2 separate regions of the Macaca mulatta genome follow, and region 2 is linked to region 1. The links are chromatin contacts, called in public Hi-C maps. All regions are on one chromosome and are shown on one strand. Each heading gives the region's core, a stretch centred on a gene start, on an enhancer-like site or on the middle of the called end of the contact. The rest is flanking DNA. Distances are from core to core; before and after follow the strand shown.

Region 1 (7,108 bases), core at 3,250-5,749:
TCGTGATCCACCCGCCTCGGCCTCCCAAAGTACTGGGATTACAGGCTTGAGCCACCGCGCCCGGCCTTGATTGATGTATTATGTCTCCCTAAAATGTGTAAAACCAAACTACAGGCTGAACACCTTGGGCACACGTCGTCAGGACCTCCTGAGGCTGTGCCCACGGGGGCATTTTTAACGGTGGCAAAATATATTTCTAAATTGATTGAGACCCAGTAGATACTTCACAAGTTCATGAACACAGAAAAAATCAAGAGAGAACAGAAAAAAAACTAGATGTAATGGAAAGCACAAAATCGGGTCCAAAATGTGAACATATTTATTCAACATAAGGAAATGCTCTTCAACTTTGTGTGGAAGATAGATTACTAATATTTGATTAAAATAAAAACCCATTCTATGTAATGTTAGCCAATTTAAAACTGCAAATAGTGATCAATTATATGTATGTTTGAAACTTCCTAATATTTCACTTGGTATTGCTATTACTACATTCTTGGAGTAGGAGCTCAGTCTGTCAGATACATTACAGGAGAGTGGTGTCTCTCCATAGTTGGGCTTAGGTCTCTGTTGCATGAGTGGATAAACTGTTAAGCAGGAACCTAGGAGAGCTAGAATGACAAAGTTCATGTCCATTAAAGCTAGCAAGACATATCCCTACTGCTCATGCATGAGTCACGGTTATAAGATGTTTACGGTTAAGGGAAGCATCTTAATGATACCTGTAAGGACAAACTCCTACAGAAACACGATGTCCAGACGACCCAATAGCCCATGACAATGTTTGCTTTTAAGATAGCAGGCTGGTCTCAGACTCCTGACCTCCGGTGATCCGCCTGCCTCGACCTTCCAAAGTGCTGGGATTACAGGCGTGAGCCACCACACCCGGCCAAAGATAGCTTCAAACCAACAAAGTAATAAGTTTTGTCACACTGTCAGCCCACCGGCAGGGAGACATACCTTAGCTTTTACTTAGGCCCCTATGTAAGAAAAACTTCATGAGGAGGCGTTCCCCCTGCTTTCTAAGGACGCCCTGCTGTGTAACTGGTAGCTTTCAATCAACTCTCCTCACTGCACTGGGACACTCGCCTTGAATTCTTTACTGCGCAAGATGCAAGAACTCTAACATGAGGTGTGGACTGTGACCCCGTTTTAGGCAACAAAATGACTGAACGTTATACAAAAACAGACAGTTGATCTAATTCTCATAAAAATAGGAATTTCGTAGTCCTCATCCACCATGCCAAGAAAAGATCGACACTGGAGTCACCGTTCATGATAACAAAGGGGCTGACAGCTGGGAAACATGGGTGGATAAGGATGAGGCGCTCAGCAGCCGCCAGCTGGTATTAATGAAAAGGGCAATAGGATCCTGAAAGGGGGAAGACATCTTGTAAAACGATGTAAAAGCTGCAGAGCCACTGGGCCTGCGAGTTTCCCATGGTGAACCTGGGACTCCCTGATAACTGCACAAACTCGCGTGGGGATTTCAACATTCCGAAGCACCCAGATTCCTGGTGTGGCTGGACTCGGGGCTAGGGTGCTGCGAAAGGCAGGTCTGAAGCAGAAAGACAAAAACAAAAACAAAAACCGTCACGTGAGTCAGCCCCGGGCGCTGCGTGCAGAAAAACCCTGGATGGGTCCTGAACCCTGTCTGGGCGGGGCCTGGACACTGGGCGGGGACAGGCGGGCGGGGGTAAGATCAAAGAGGGGGCGGGGCCTGAACAGGTGCTGGGTCAGGGCTAGAGGGTGGAGGCCGCTGTGGGTGCAGGGCCTGGAACGGGACTGGGGCGGGGCAAGAGGGAGGAGGCTGCCTGGGGCCGGGTCGGACAGCCTGCAGGAGCCGCGCCAGAGGGTTATCGTCGTCTAGGGGGCGGGCTCCCGAAGGTGTGTGATTCTAAAGAGCCAGGCCTGGAGGGGGCGGGTCCGGGCTCTCTCCTCAGCTGGGCCATGGATGTCGCCGGCTGTCATCCTCTCCCTCTAGGACTGGATCCTCCGGGTTCCGATTGGTGGATTGATTTTAATGTGCCGTGATGTTACCCCTAATATCACGTGGATGCTTCCTGCCCGTTTTAAGTTAATATTTCAAGCAATGGAAGGTAAAACAACTTACTGTAGTGGACCACCTGTGCTGAACGCTGAATAGTTTTTCCTCTTAAATTGAAAATGGCTTTAATGCAAAGCGCCTTTTTTGAGCAGGTGGAGTCGCGCGTCCTGCAGGCGGGGCGAGCTCCCCTCCGTCTGGGGCAGGGCCGGGGAGAGGGGCAGGGACCTCGGTAAAGGGGTGGAGTGGGGCGCTGGTTGCAGCGGGGACTGACAGTTAGAAAGTCTTATTAAACTAAGCAAGGTCCTGGGTTGTTTGAGTGGATAATGGAAACTGAAAGGTGACATGCAAAACTGCCTATGACACACAGGAGGTGGAGGATAATTTCATATTTCACGGAAGTAAAGTCAGGTCATGGAGCGGTGGCTCACACCTGTAATTTCAGCACTTTGAGAGGCTGAGGCGGGAGGATCGCTTGAGCCCAGGATTTTGAGATCAGCCTGGACAACATAGTGAGACGTCGTCTCTACTAAAAATCAAAAAATGAGTCAGGTGTGGTGGTGCACGCCTGTGGTCCCACCTGCTCGGGGCACTGAGGTCGGATCACTTGAGCCAGGGATTTTATGGTTGCAGTGAGCTCTAATCTCGCCACCACACTCCAGCCTCGGTGACAGAGCGAGACCCTGTCTCAAACAAACAAGCAAATAAATGAGAGGTATAATTCCTCCTTTGAAAATAAAAAAAGATTTTTTTTTCGTCTCTTTTCCTAGGACATTTATTTAGAAAATTTGTAAATGCATTTTCTCTGTCTCCTGAGGCTTTTCTTTGGACAGAGTTTTGCTCTTGTTGCCCACGCTGGAGTGCAATGGCGCGATCTCCGCTCACCGCAACTTCTGTCTCCCGGGTTCAAGCGATTCTCCTGCCTCAGCCACTTGAGTAGCTGGGATTACAGGCATGCACCAGCATGCCCGGCTAACCTTGTATTTATACTAGATATGGGGTTTCTCCATTTTGGTCAGACTGGTCTCGAACTCCCGACCTCAGGCGATCCGCCCGCCTCCGCCTCTTAAACCACTGGGATTACAGGTGTGAGCCACCGCGCCTGGCTTGAAGTGGTATTTTTTAGAAACAACGTAATCCTTTTTTCAGCTTAATAACCCAGGGATGTATTTCTGAAGGACTTGGGGTCTCTCTTTGAAAGGCAAGCAACAAGGGAGACAGTACCTGTATCTCGGTAGGAAGTTAAATATTTCAAACATCAAATAATTCCAATGTAAAAGTATGGACCTTTAAATACTGAGCTTTGAAAGGAATGTGGTCATGCAACCTGAGTCCAGTGGTATGCAGATGCAACTTCTAAGAGTTTTCCTGACCAGACGCGGTGGCTAACACTTGTAATCCCAACAGTTTGGGAGGAGGAGGCGGCTGGATCACTTGACGTCAGGAGTTCGAATCCAGCCTGGCCAACGTGATGAAACCCCGTCTCTACTAAAAATACAAAACAATTAGCCAGGCTTGGTGGCGCCCGTCTGTAATCCCAGCTAGTTGGGAGGCGGAGGCAAGAGAACTACTTTAACCCACGGGGTGAAGGTTGCAGTGAGCCGAGATCTCGCCACTGCACTCCAGCCTGGGTGACAGATAAATACTCTGTCTCAAAAAAGAAAAGAAAAGAAAAATGTAAATATAAGAATGAAAGTAATAGATCTCTTCCACAAATGTGCTAGGACAACTCACTGGATATTCACATGAAAAAGAATAATATTGGATCCCTATCTCACACAATCAAAAATTTTATTTAAAGAAATTTAAAAGAGAGAGAGAGAGAGACGAGGAAGGGAGCGCTGCAGGAGGAGGTGTTACTTTGTCGCCCAGGCTAACTTGGAGCCCCAGGTTCAGCGATCCTCCCGCCGCTCCTCTCTGAGTAGCTGGAACCTCAGGCTTTCGGCCCTGTGCCCGCATCTCTGCTGGGTTTAAGCAGCAGGTGGTGACCTCACTCCTTCCTGGCCTGAGCACTCGGTCCCGCATCCTAGGCGGTGGCCCTAGGAAAGTCTCTGAAGCTGAGCATAGGGTGGACTCTCCCTTCCCAGTGAACGGAGAATAGAAAGGGAGAGGATTTCTATTCTATTATTTGGGCCGTCAGCCTGAAATCGTTACGCTGCACCCAGGCAGGGCTTTGCATTTCACGTTCTAGTTTGCATCCCCGTTTCAGACAATTACAGGGCTTTTGAATCACGCCTCAGCCTTCCTGGCAGGTCCCGCCTCCAAAGCTCGAAAACCAGAGGCGCTGGGAGCTAGGATGAGAGGCGCACAGGTCCCGCCCGGGTCCCGCCCTCTGCTAATTCTGAAGGGCAAGGTCTCTCCGCCTCGCGCCCCGCCCCTACCTCGCCCAGGCCCGCCCACCTCCTCGTGGGTCCCGCCCAGGCCTGGCTTCTGTCCTGCCTGCGCAGATTTACGCAAACCCGGAAGCGGATCGCGTGGAGTGACGGTCCCACCGCAGCGGTGAGTTTTGCTCTGTGTTAAGTCTGCGTGTCGTAGGTCCCCGGCGCTTCTGTACCTGGGCCCTGGGGTCCCCATAGACCTGGAAATTGTCACCCGTCTTCATTCACCCACAGCAAATTTAGACGTCCCCGTGAGAGTCCAGGCGTTGCTTCCTTTTGGGTTTAAAGTCGCCCTGAGGATGGTCCCTTCGCGGGTCTTTCTCTTACAGGGCAGTGTATACACTTCCCATCGCGTAGTTTTCCTGCTCAAAACCTTTTTCTGACTCCTCCCGACCCGCACTTTTTCAAGTCCTGACGGCAAGGCGGATTCCCGCTCTTGGCGCCTCCCAGCCTTGTCTTAAGGCGCCGTCGCCCCCCACCTCCCTCCTCGTTCCGGGCCCTTATGCTCCCCAGGTCTCCCCACCGCAGTCACCGCTTACCCTGAGCCCGTAGGGGAGGTGCCCGGGGCTGTCCTATGACACCGGGTGTTCTTGCCTGCCCAGCCACTGGAAAATGCGCTTCTCCGGGATGCAGGCGTCTTACTGCAGAGCCCCCTGTGATTGTGTGGGCCAAAGGGATCAGGAGACTGAGAGAGAGCAGTAGAAAACCTGAGACAGAGAGAACAAGAATGAGAAAGACCATAACAGATGGCAAAGTAGAGGATGGCTGAGGGATTTGTGAAGAGAGCAAAAATGAAAAAAAAGAAAAGAAAAAAGAAAGCAGGAGGAGCAGATCCCAGGGAAAAAGAAAAGAAAACAAGAGCTAGAGCGAGAAGGGGAGAATGAGAGATATGTACAGAGTTAGGGAGGGAAGCACAGTAATGAAGACAGAGGACCTGGGCGCAGTGGCTCATGCCTGTAATCCCAGCAGTTTAGGAGACTGAGGCAAGGGGATTGCTTGAGTACAGGAGTTCGAGGCCAGCCTGGCCAACATAGTGAGAACCCCATCTCTGCCAAAAGAAAAAAAAAATTAACCGGGCGTGATGGTGCACACCTGTAATCCCAGCTACTCTGGAGGCTGAGGCAGGAGGATTACTTGAGCCCAGGAGGTCCAGGCTTCAGTGAACTGAGATCATGCCACTGCACTGCAGCCTGGTCAACAGAGCGGGACCCTGTCTCAAAAGATTAAAAGGGGTGGGGGACTTTGGGTTCAGATGAATGGGTGAGTTCATTGGATATGATTAGTTGTGACAGGTTGACTTCTCTGTATATAATCTAATAACTTAAAACTTGTTTAAATTATACAGATGATATTGAGAATTTTAAAATTCCTATCTCTAAGGCATGTACATTCTATAAATCTTGGCATCAGAGGTCAGCTTCCACTTGGAATCCCTATTCAGCCAGAGTGTAGTAACTTAATTCAATTGTGAGACACTCTCTTCCCTTTTCCCATGGTGGGGTACGGGCAGTGAAATGGGAGAATCACTTTCTGTTATTATGTAATAGTTTTAATTTAATTAATATATATTTTGAGACAGAGTCTGGCTCTGTCCCCCAGGCTGGAGTGCAGTGGTGTGATCTCTTCTAACTGCAGCCTCGACCTCCTAGACTCAAGCAATCCTCCTGCCTCAGCCTCCTGAGTAGCTGGGACCACAGGCATGAGCCACCAAACCCGGCTAGGTTTTGTTTTTTTTGTTTTTGTTTTTTTTGTTTTTGGCAGAAACGGGATTTCACTATGTTTCCCAGGCTGGTCTCAATTCTGGCCTCAAAGGATCATCTGGCCTTGGCCTCCCAAATTACTGGGATTACAGGTGGGATTACAGAGAGGAGCCACCGTGCCTGGCCTACGGAGTCGTTGTTTGTTTGTTTGAGACGGAATCTCACTCTTGTCCAGGATGGAGTGCAATGGCACAATCTGAGCTCACCGCAATTTCCACTTCCCAGGTTCAGACGATTCTCCTGCCTCAGCCTCCCGAGTAGCTGGGATTACAGGTATGAGCCACCACGTCCAGCAAATTTTGTGTTTTTAGTAGAGACAGGATTTCTTCATATTGGTCATGCTGGTCTCAAACTCCCAACCTCAGATGATCCACCCACCTTGGCCCCTCAAATGCTGGGATTGCAGGCATGAGCCACCACGCCTAGCCCATAGTACTTTTTAAAAGAGCAGTGGCTCATGCCTGTAATCCCAGCACTTTGGGAGGCCGAGGCGGGTGGATCACAAGGATCACAAGGTCAGGAGTTTGAGACCAGCCTGACCAACACGGTGAAATCCCTTTGCTCCTAAAAATTTAAAAATTAGTTGGGTGTGGTGGCACGTGCCTGTAATTCCAGCTACTTAGGAGGCTGAGGCAGGAGAATCACTTGAACCTGGGAGGCGGAGGTTGCAGTGAGCCAAGATTGTGCCACTGTACTCCATCCTGGGTGAGAGTGAGACTCCATCTCAAAAAAAAAAAAAAAAAAAGGGCCATCAAAGCTGGGCGTGGTGGCTCATGCTTATAATCACAGCACTGTGGGAGCCAATCACCGAAGGTCAGTAGTTCACGACCATTCTGGCCAACATGGTGAAACCCCGTCTCTAGTAAAAATACTAAAAAAGTAAGCCAGACGTGGTGGTGTGCACCTGTAGTTCCAGCTGCTCAGGA
Region 2 (7,036 bases), core at 3,726-6,225, 150 kb after region 1:
TCATAGAATTCATACTGGAGAGAAACCTTACAAGTGTAATGAGTGTGGCAAGGTTTTTAATCGAAAAGCAAAGCTTGCACGTCATCATAGAATTCATACTGGAAAGATACCTTAGAAATGTGAAGCATGTGACAAAGTTTACAGTCGCAAATCAAGCCTCAAAAGACAGGAGAATTCATACTGGAGAGAAACCATACAAATGTAAGAGTTTGTGACAAGGCTTTCAGGCATGACTCACACTGGCACAACATACTAGAATTCACACTGGAGAGAAACAAGTGTAATGAGTGTAGCAAAGCCTTTAGTGGGCAGTCAACATTATTCCTCATCAGGCAATCCATGGTATAGAGAAACTTTACTAATGTAATGATTGTCACAGAGTCTTCAGTAATGCTACAACCATTGCAAATCACTGGAGAATCCATAATGGAGATCTTACATGTGTAATAATTGCGGGAAATTTTTCAGACATCATTCATACTTTGCAGTTCATTGGCAAACTCATGTTGGAGAGAAACCTTACAAATGTGATTGTGCCAAGGTCTTCAGTCAAGCTTCATCCTATGCAAAACAGGAGAATTCGTACAGGAGAGAAACCTCACAAGTGTGATGATTGTGGCAGAGCCTTTACTTCATGTTCACACCTCATTAGACATCAGAGAATGCATACTGGACAGAAATCTTACAGATGTCATGAGTGTGGCAAGGTCTTCAGTCTGATTTCACTCCTTGTAGAATATCAGAAAATTCATTTTTGAGGTGATTGTTCCAAGTGCAATGAGTATAGCAAACCATCAAGCATTAATTGACATTAAAGTGTTTATGTTAAGAGGATTGGGCCGGGCGTGGTGGCTCACGCCTGTAATCCCAGCAGGTTGGTAGGCCAAGGTGGGTACATCACTTGAGGCCAGGAGTTTGAGATCAGCCTGACCAACAGACAGGAGCCATTTTCCCAGCCTGTTTTTTGCTTCTTTAATGAAAACTGATAGGGATTTTTCTGGGTATTGTGTTGAATCTAAATCACATTGGGTTATATAATTATTTAACAATCTTACTTTTTCCAAACCAGCAATATGGGTTTTATATATATATGTTTTTAATCATTTTGATGTATGTTTTTAGATTGCAAGGTACAGATTTCTCACCTTTTTACAGTTATTCCTATTTCTTTAAGTTCTCTAGCAAATGGAAGTGTTTTAAATTTTCTTTTAAAATTGTTCATCGTTAATGTATGGAAATTCATCTAATTTTTGGTGCTGATATTGTATTGTGTGGATACATTGAATGTGTTTGTTAGCTCCAGTAGTATTTTGATTGACTCTTTGTGATTTTCTACACAGAAGATCGTGTCATCTACAAACAAATATAATTTTACTTATTTCTGATTTGGATGAGTTTTATTTCTTTTACTACTTAATTGCTCTGGCTAGGACAACCAGTATCTATTGAATAGAAGGGGTGAGTGCATTCTTGCATCATGTGAGATCCAACAGGAAAGCATTCCATTTTCCCAGCTTGGTTATTTACTCGTTGGTCATTTCATGGATGGTCTTTCTATTGTTGAGGTAAATTTCCTTCTCTACCTATTTTGTTTAGGATTTCTGTGATTATTAGATTTTGAATTTTCTGAAATGCTTTTTTTCCATCTATTGAGATGATGTGGTTTTCATCTTTCGTTCTGTTCAAGTCGTATTTCACATTGATTTGCTTGAATATGTTGAACCATCCTTGCATCCCAGAAATAAGTGGCACTTGAATATCTACAATCCTTTTTATAGCCTCTTGAATACAGTTTTCTAGTACAAGAAGTCTTCAAGAAGTTCATGGAAAAATATGTAGTATGTGTCTTATGAGAAAATTTTACATAAATTTCACAGTTTTTGCAACAAAATAAACTGGTACAAATCTGTTATGTCAGAATAGGCTCTAGTTTAAGGCACTCAGAAGGATAAGACGTGAGTTTGAAAACAGACTCTGTCAAGCAATATAAATTCTGCTAAAATTGAAACAAGAAGAAACATCAAATTTACAATGAGACCAGATGCAGTGGCCCAGTCCTGTAATCTCAGCACTTTCAGAGGCCAAGACAGGTGGGTCACGTGAGCCCAGGTATTCAAGACCAGCGTGGGCAACATGGTGAAACATCCTTCTCTACAAAAAATGCAAAAATTAGCTGGGAGTGGTGGGACATGTCTGCAGTATTTTTAGGAGAGACGGGGTTTCACCACATTGGCCAGGCTGGTCTTGAACTCCTGACCTCGTGATCTGCCTGCCTCAGCCTCCCAAAGTGCGGGGATTACAGGAGTGTGCCACTGCGCCCACCCCATATCAGTTTTACAGAAAAAAAAAAAAAAAAAAATCTTGTTTGTGCCGCAATGAAGAGGACTGACACCTAACAGCAGAAACAGTATTCAGGAGTTCAAGAACAGGCTGGTTAACATGGTGAAACCACGTCTTTACTAAAAATACAAAAATTAGCTGGGTATGGTGGTGGACGCCTGTAATCCCAGTTACTCAGGAGGCTGAGGCTGGACAATCGCTTGAACCCCAGAGGCGGACATTGCAGTGAGCTGAGGTGGCGCCATTGTACTCCAGATCACGTGAGGTCAGGAGTTTACCAGCCTGGCCAACATGGTGAAACCCCCTCTCTACTAAAAATACAAAACAAAAGGCCGGGCATGGTGGCTCACACCTGTAATCCCAGCACTTTGGAAGGCTGAAGCAGATGGATCACAAGGTCAGGAGTTTGACACCACCCTGCCCAACATGGTGAAACCCCATCTCTACTAAAAACACAAAAGTTAGCTAGGCTCCCAGCTACTTGAGAGACTAAGCCAGGAGAATCGCTTGAACCCGGGAGGCGGAGGTTGCAGTAAGCAGTTGAGATCGTGTCACTGCACTCCAGCCTAGGCAACAGAGCGAGACTGTCTCAAACAAACAAACAATGGTAGCATGCACCTGTAATCCCAGCTACTTGGGAGGCTGAGGCAGGAGAACTGCTTGAATCTGAGAGGTAGAGGTTGCAGTGAGCCGAGATCGCCCCACAGCACCCCAACCTGGGTGAGTCTTGCTCTTATTTACAGGAAAAGAATTTTCCTGTAAATAATTAGGAAGACTAAGCAGCCCCAAAGATAAGACCTCCTGGGATCATTGTCCCTTCTTATGGAGTGATAAAATAACCTTCCTTGAAGTGTATCAATCCGTCACCAATCAACTTGCTGTAACCTATGCACTGGTCTTGAATGGAAAATATGGTGCTTCTGCTAAAGCTTCTGTCTTTCCCTGTGTGTGAAACGTTAATGTCTCCACTTTGGAACGCTGATCCCATTCATTAGGAGTTGATGTTTCCAGGTGGCTATCCTCATGCTTTGTGTTCAGATAAGTTGTATACTTAATCATAAATTCTGAATTTTATTATTTACTGCTGACATCAGTTTCTGTCGAATTTTAGGAGCCTCACTAGAGATGGCACCTGTCTCCATGTTGTAAAACTCACACTCGTCAAAGAAACATGGGTTAGGGTTTCTTCCCCTCCTCAGCATGAAGCTAATTAGCTGACAGAAATGGTCACCTCCATTACCCAGTAGAGCCAGGATGAACTATGTGTGACCAAGGGTGTTGTCAAGTCCTCTTCCCTGAGGACTGATTAGTGTTTATCTTGAAAACATGTACTTAATGGGTTGTATAGAACAGGGAAGTTTCTTTCTCTTTTTTCAACCTCTCAGCTGTTTGCTTCTATTTCCCATCACATTCTGGTCTAAGGCTTATTTATTAATAACTTTTTAAATTTCTTTCTCTATTATCGTCGTGCAGATGTTTTGTCATTTGGGGGAAGATTTTGTTTTGCTTTGTTTTCAATTATATTTTCTCAACAATTAGAAAGTGAAGTAAAAGGTATTTGTTGGATCAGGCGCAGTGGCTCACGCCTGTAATCCCAGCACTTTGGGAGGCCGAGGCAGGCGGATCACTTGAAGTCAAGAGTTTGAGACCAGCCTGGCCAACATGGTGAAACTCGTCTACGAAAATTAGCCGGGCATGGTGGCACGCGCCTGTAATGGCAGGTACACCGCAGCTGAGGCAGGGGAATCGCCTGAAACTAGGAGGCAGAGGCTGCAGTGAGCCGAGATCCCCTCACTGCCCTCTAGCCTGGGCTACAGAGAAATACTCTCATTCAAAACAAAAGAAATAAGTAAATAAAGTAATAAATCTCTTCCACAAATGTGCTGAGAAAACTAACTGGATATCCACATGGAAAAGAATAATGTTGGATCCCTATCTCATGCAATCAAAATTGTATTTTTGTTATTAAAAAAAAAAAAGGAAAAAAGAGAGAGAGAGGAGGAAGGGAGCCCTGCGGGAGCGGGTGTTACTTTGTCGCCCAGGCTGGCCTGGACCCCAGGCTCAGCGATCCTCCCGCCGCTGCTTCCTGAGTAGCTGGGTCCTCAGTCTCCCTCCCCTGCGCCTCTGCTGTATTTATCCAGCAGGTGGTCACCTCACTCCTCGCTTTCCTGAGCATTGCGTCCCGCATCCCAGGCGGTGGCTTTAGGGAAGTCTCTGAAGCTGAGCACAGGGTGGATTTTCCCCCCACCCGGTGAATGGAGAATAGAAACGGAGAGAATTTCTATTCTGTTCTGTGGGCCGTCAGCATGAAATTGTACCTTCGGCCCAGGCAGGGCTTTGCATTTCACATTCTAGTTTACATGCCCATTCCAGACAATTCCAGAGCTTTTGAATCAGGCCTCAGCCTTTCTGGCGGGTCTGGACTCCAAAACCCTAAAACAGGCGCCGGAGGGAGGGTGAGGAACTCACAGGTCCCGCCCCGGCCCCGCCCCTGCCCCGCCCCTGCCCCGCCCTCTGCCGGTTCTAAAGAGCAAAATCTCTCCGCCTCGCGCCCCGCCCCTACCTCGCCTAGGCCCCGCCCACCTCCTCGCGGGTCCCACCCAGGCCTGGCTTTTGTCCTGCGCGCAGATTCGCGAAAACCCGGAAGCGGATCGCGTGGAGTGACGGTCCCATCGCGGCGCGTGAGTTTCGTTCTGTGTTGTATTAAGTCTGCGCTTCCCAGGTCCCTGGCGCTTCTGTTCCTGGGGTGTGGGGTCCCCACAAACCTGGAAATTTTCAGCCATCTTCCTTCACCTAGAGCAAATTGAGACGACCCTGTGAGAGTCCGGGGGTCGCTTCCTTAGGGGTTTAAGGTCGCCCTGAGGCTAGCCCCGTCCCGGGTCTTTCTGCTGTAGGGCAGTGTGTACACTTTCTATCGCGTAGTTTTCCTGCTCTAAACCTTTTTCTGACTCCTCCCGCCCCGCGCTTTTTAAAGTCCTCATCGGAGAGGTGGATTCTCGCCCTCTTCCGCCCATGGAACGTAGAACCGCGGCCCCAGTCCCAGGAAGGCCGCCTCCTCTGTCTGGTCCTGGGATCCTGCAGACCCCACCCTTGTCTTAAGGCGCCCTCGCCCCCGGACCTCCCTCCTCCTGCTGGGCCCTGCTGCTCCCTAGGTCTCCCCTCCGCAGTCACGGCTTCCCCTGAGCCTACGTTGGGGAGGTGGCTGGGGCCTGTCCTGTTAAAGGGGGCCAGCCCTTCCACACCTGTGGGTATTTCTCGTCAGGTGGGACTAGAGCCTGAGAAAAGAAGGAAGACACAGAGACAAAGTATAGAGAAAGAACAGTGGGCCCAGGGGGTGCTCAGTATAGGGAGGACCCGCACCGGTCCCAGCCTCTGAGTTCCCTGAGTATTTAGTGATCATTATTTTTACTATCTTAGCTAGGGGCGTGTATCAGGGCAACAGGTGGGGAGAAGGTCAGCAGGGAAACGTGTGAGCAAAGGAATCTGTATCATGAATAAGTTCAAGGAAAATAAGTACTGTGCCCGGATGTGCACGCAGGCTAGCTTTATGTTTCTCTTTACCCAAACATCTCAGTGTAGCAAAGAGTAACAGAGCAGTATTGCTGCCAGCATATCTCACCCCCAGCCACAGGGCGGTTTTCTGCTATCTGAAAATAGAAAGAATGGGAATGGTCGGCTTTGCACCAAGACATTCCAATCCCAAGGATGAGCAAGAGACAGCCTTCCTCTTATCTCAGTTGCAAAGAGGCTCCCTCTTTTACTAATCCTCCTCAGCAAAGACCCTTTATGGGTGTCAGGCTGGGGGATGGTAAGGTCTTTCCTTTCCCATGAGGCCATATCTCAGGCTGTCTCAGTGGGGGCAAACCTTGGACAATACCAGGCTTTCTTGGGCAGAGGCTTTCCGCAGTGCATTGTGTTCCTGGTTAATCGAGAATGGAGAATGGCGATGACTTTTACCAAGCATACTGCATGTAAACATATTGTTAACAAGGCAAGTCCTGCACAGCCCTAAATCCCTTAAACTTTGATTCCTTACAGCACATGTTTCTGTGAGCACAGGGTTGGGTCTAAAGTTACAGGTTAACAGCATCTGAAAGCAGAAACAATTTTTCTTAGTACAGATCAAAATGGAGTTTCTTATGTCTTCCTTTTCTACATGGACACAGTAACAATCTGACCTCTATTTCTTTTCCCCACATCCTGTGACACAGGCTGTTCTTCCCTGCCCAGCTCCAGCCCCTTTAAAATGCGCTCCCCTGGTATGCAGGCATCTTACTCCAAACTCTCCTGTGATTGTGTGGGCCAAAGGGATCAGGAGACAGACAGAGACCAGTAGAAAACCTGAGACAGAAAAGAATGACAAAGACTCATAACAGATGGCAAAGTAGAGAATGGGGTAGGGATTTGCCAAGAGATAGCAAAAGTGAAAAAAATAATAATAATAAAGCAGGAGGAGAAAAGCAACTGAAGAAATGCAGAGAAAAGCTAGAAGGACCGACAGATGGCCAGGCGTAGTGGCTCACGCCTGTAATCCCAGCACTTTGGAGGGCTGAGGCAGGCGGATCACTTGAGGTCAGGAGTTCGAGACCAACCTGGGCAACATGGTGAAACCCTGTCTCTACTAAAAATACAAAAATTAGCCAGATGTGGTGGCAGGCGCCTGTAATCCCAGCTACTTGGGGAGGCTGAGGCAGGA

What was found. A called contact is a pair of places that touch in the nucleus more often than the background predicts.
Region 2: a Hi-C map of fetal cortex germinal zone shows a contact between it and region 1, with 5 times the contacts expected there. The contact joins the promoter of LOC100427312 here to the promoter of LOC114674074 in region 1. A contact is called at or near these places in 2 of 14 Hi-C or Micro-C datasets (blood and fetal cortex germinal zone).

The regions. Positions count from the first base shown.
Region 1 is chr19:65,542,411-65,549,518 of T2T-MMU8v2.0, forward strand. It overlaps LOC114674074, which reads left to right and starts at 4,500. Exons shown (of 5, transcript XR_013410167.1): 1 at 4,500-4,543. LOC144337324 (a long non-coding RNA gene) reads right to left here and starts at 3,790. Exons shown (of 3, transcript XR_013410298.1): 1 at 3,120-3,790; 2 at 1-32.
Region 2 is chr19:65,691,993-65,699,028 of T2T-MMU8v2.0, forward strand. LOC100427312 reads left to right here and starts at 4,976. Exons shown (of 9, transcript XM_077981537.1): 1 at 4,976-5,021. It overlaps LOC144337330 (a long non-coding RNA gene), which reads right to left. Exons shown (of 2, transcript XR_013410304.1): 2 at 4,975-6,858. It overlaps LOC720438, which reads left to right. Exons shown (of 5, transcript XM_077981225.1): 5 at 1-488. The coding sequence ends at 115. It also overlaps the pseudogene LOC144337282.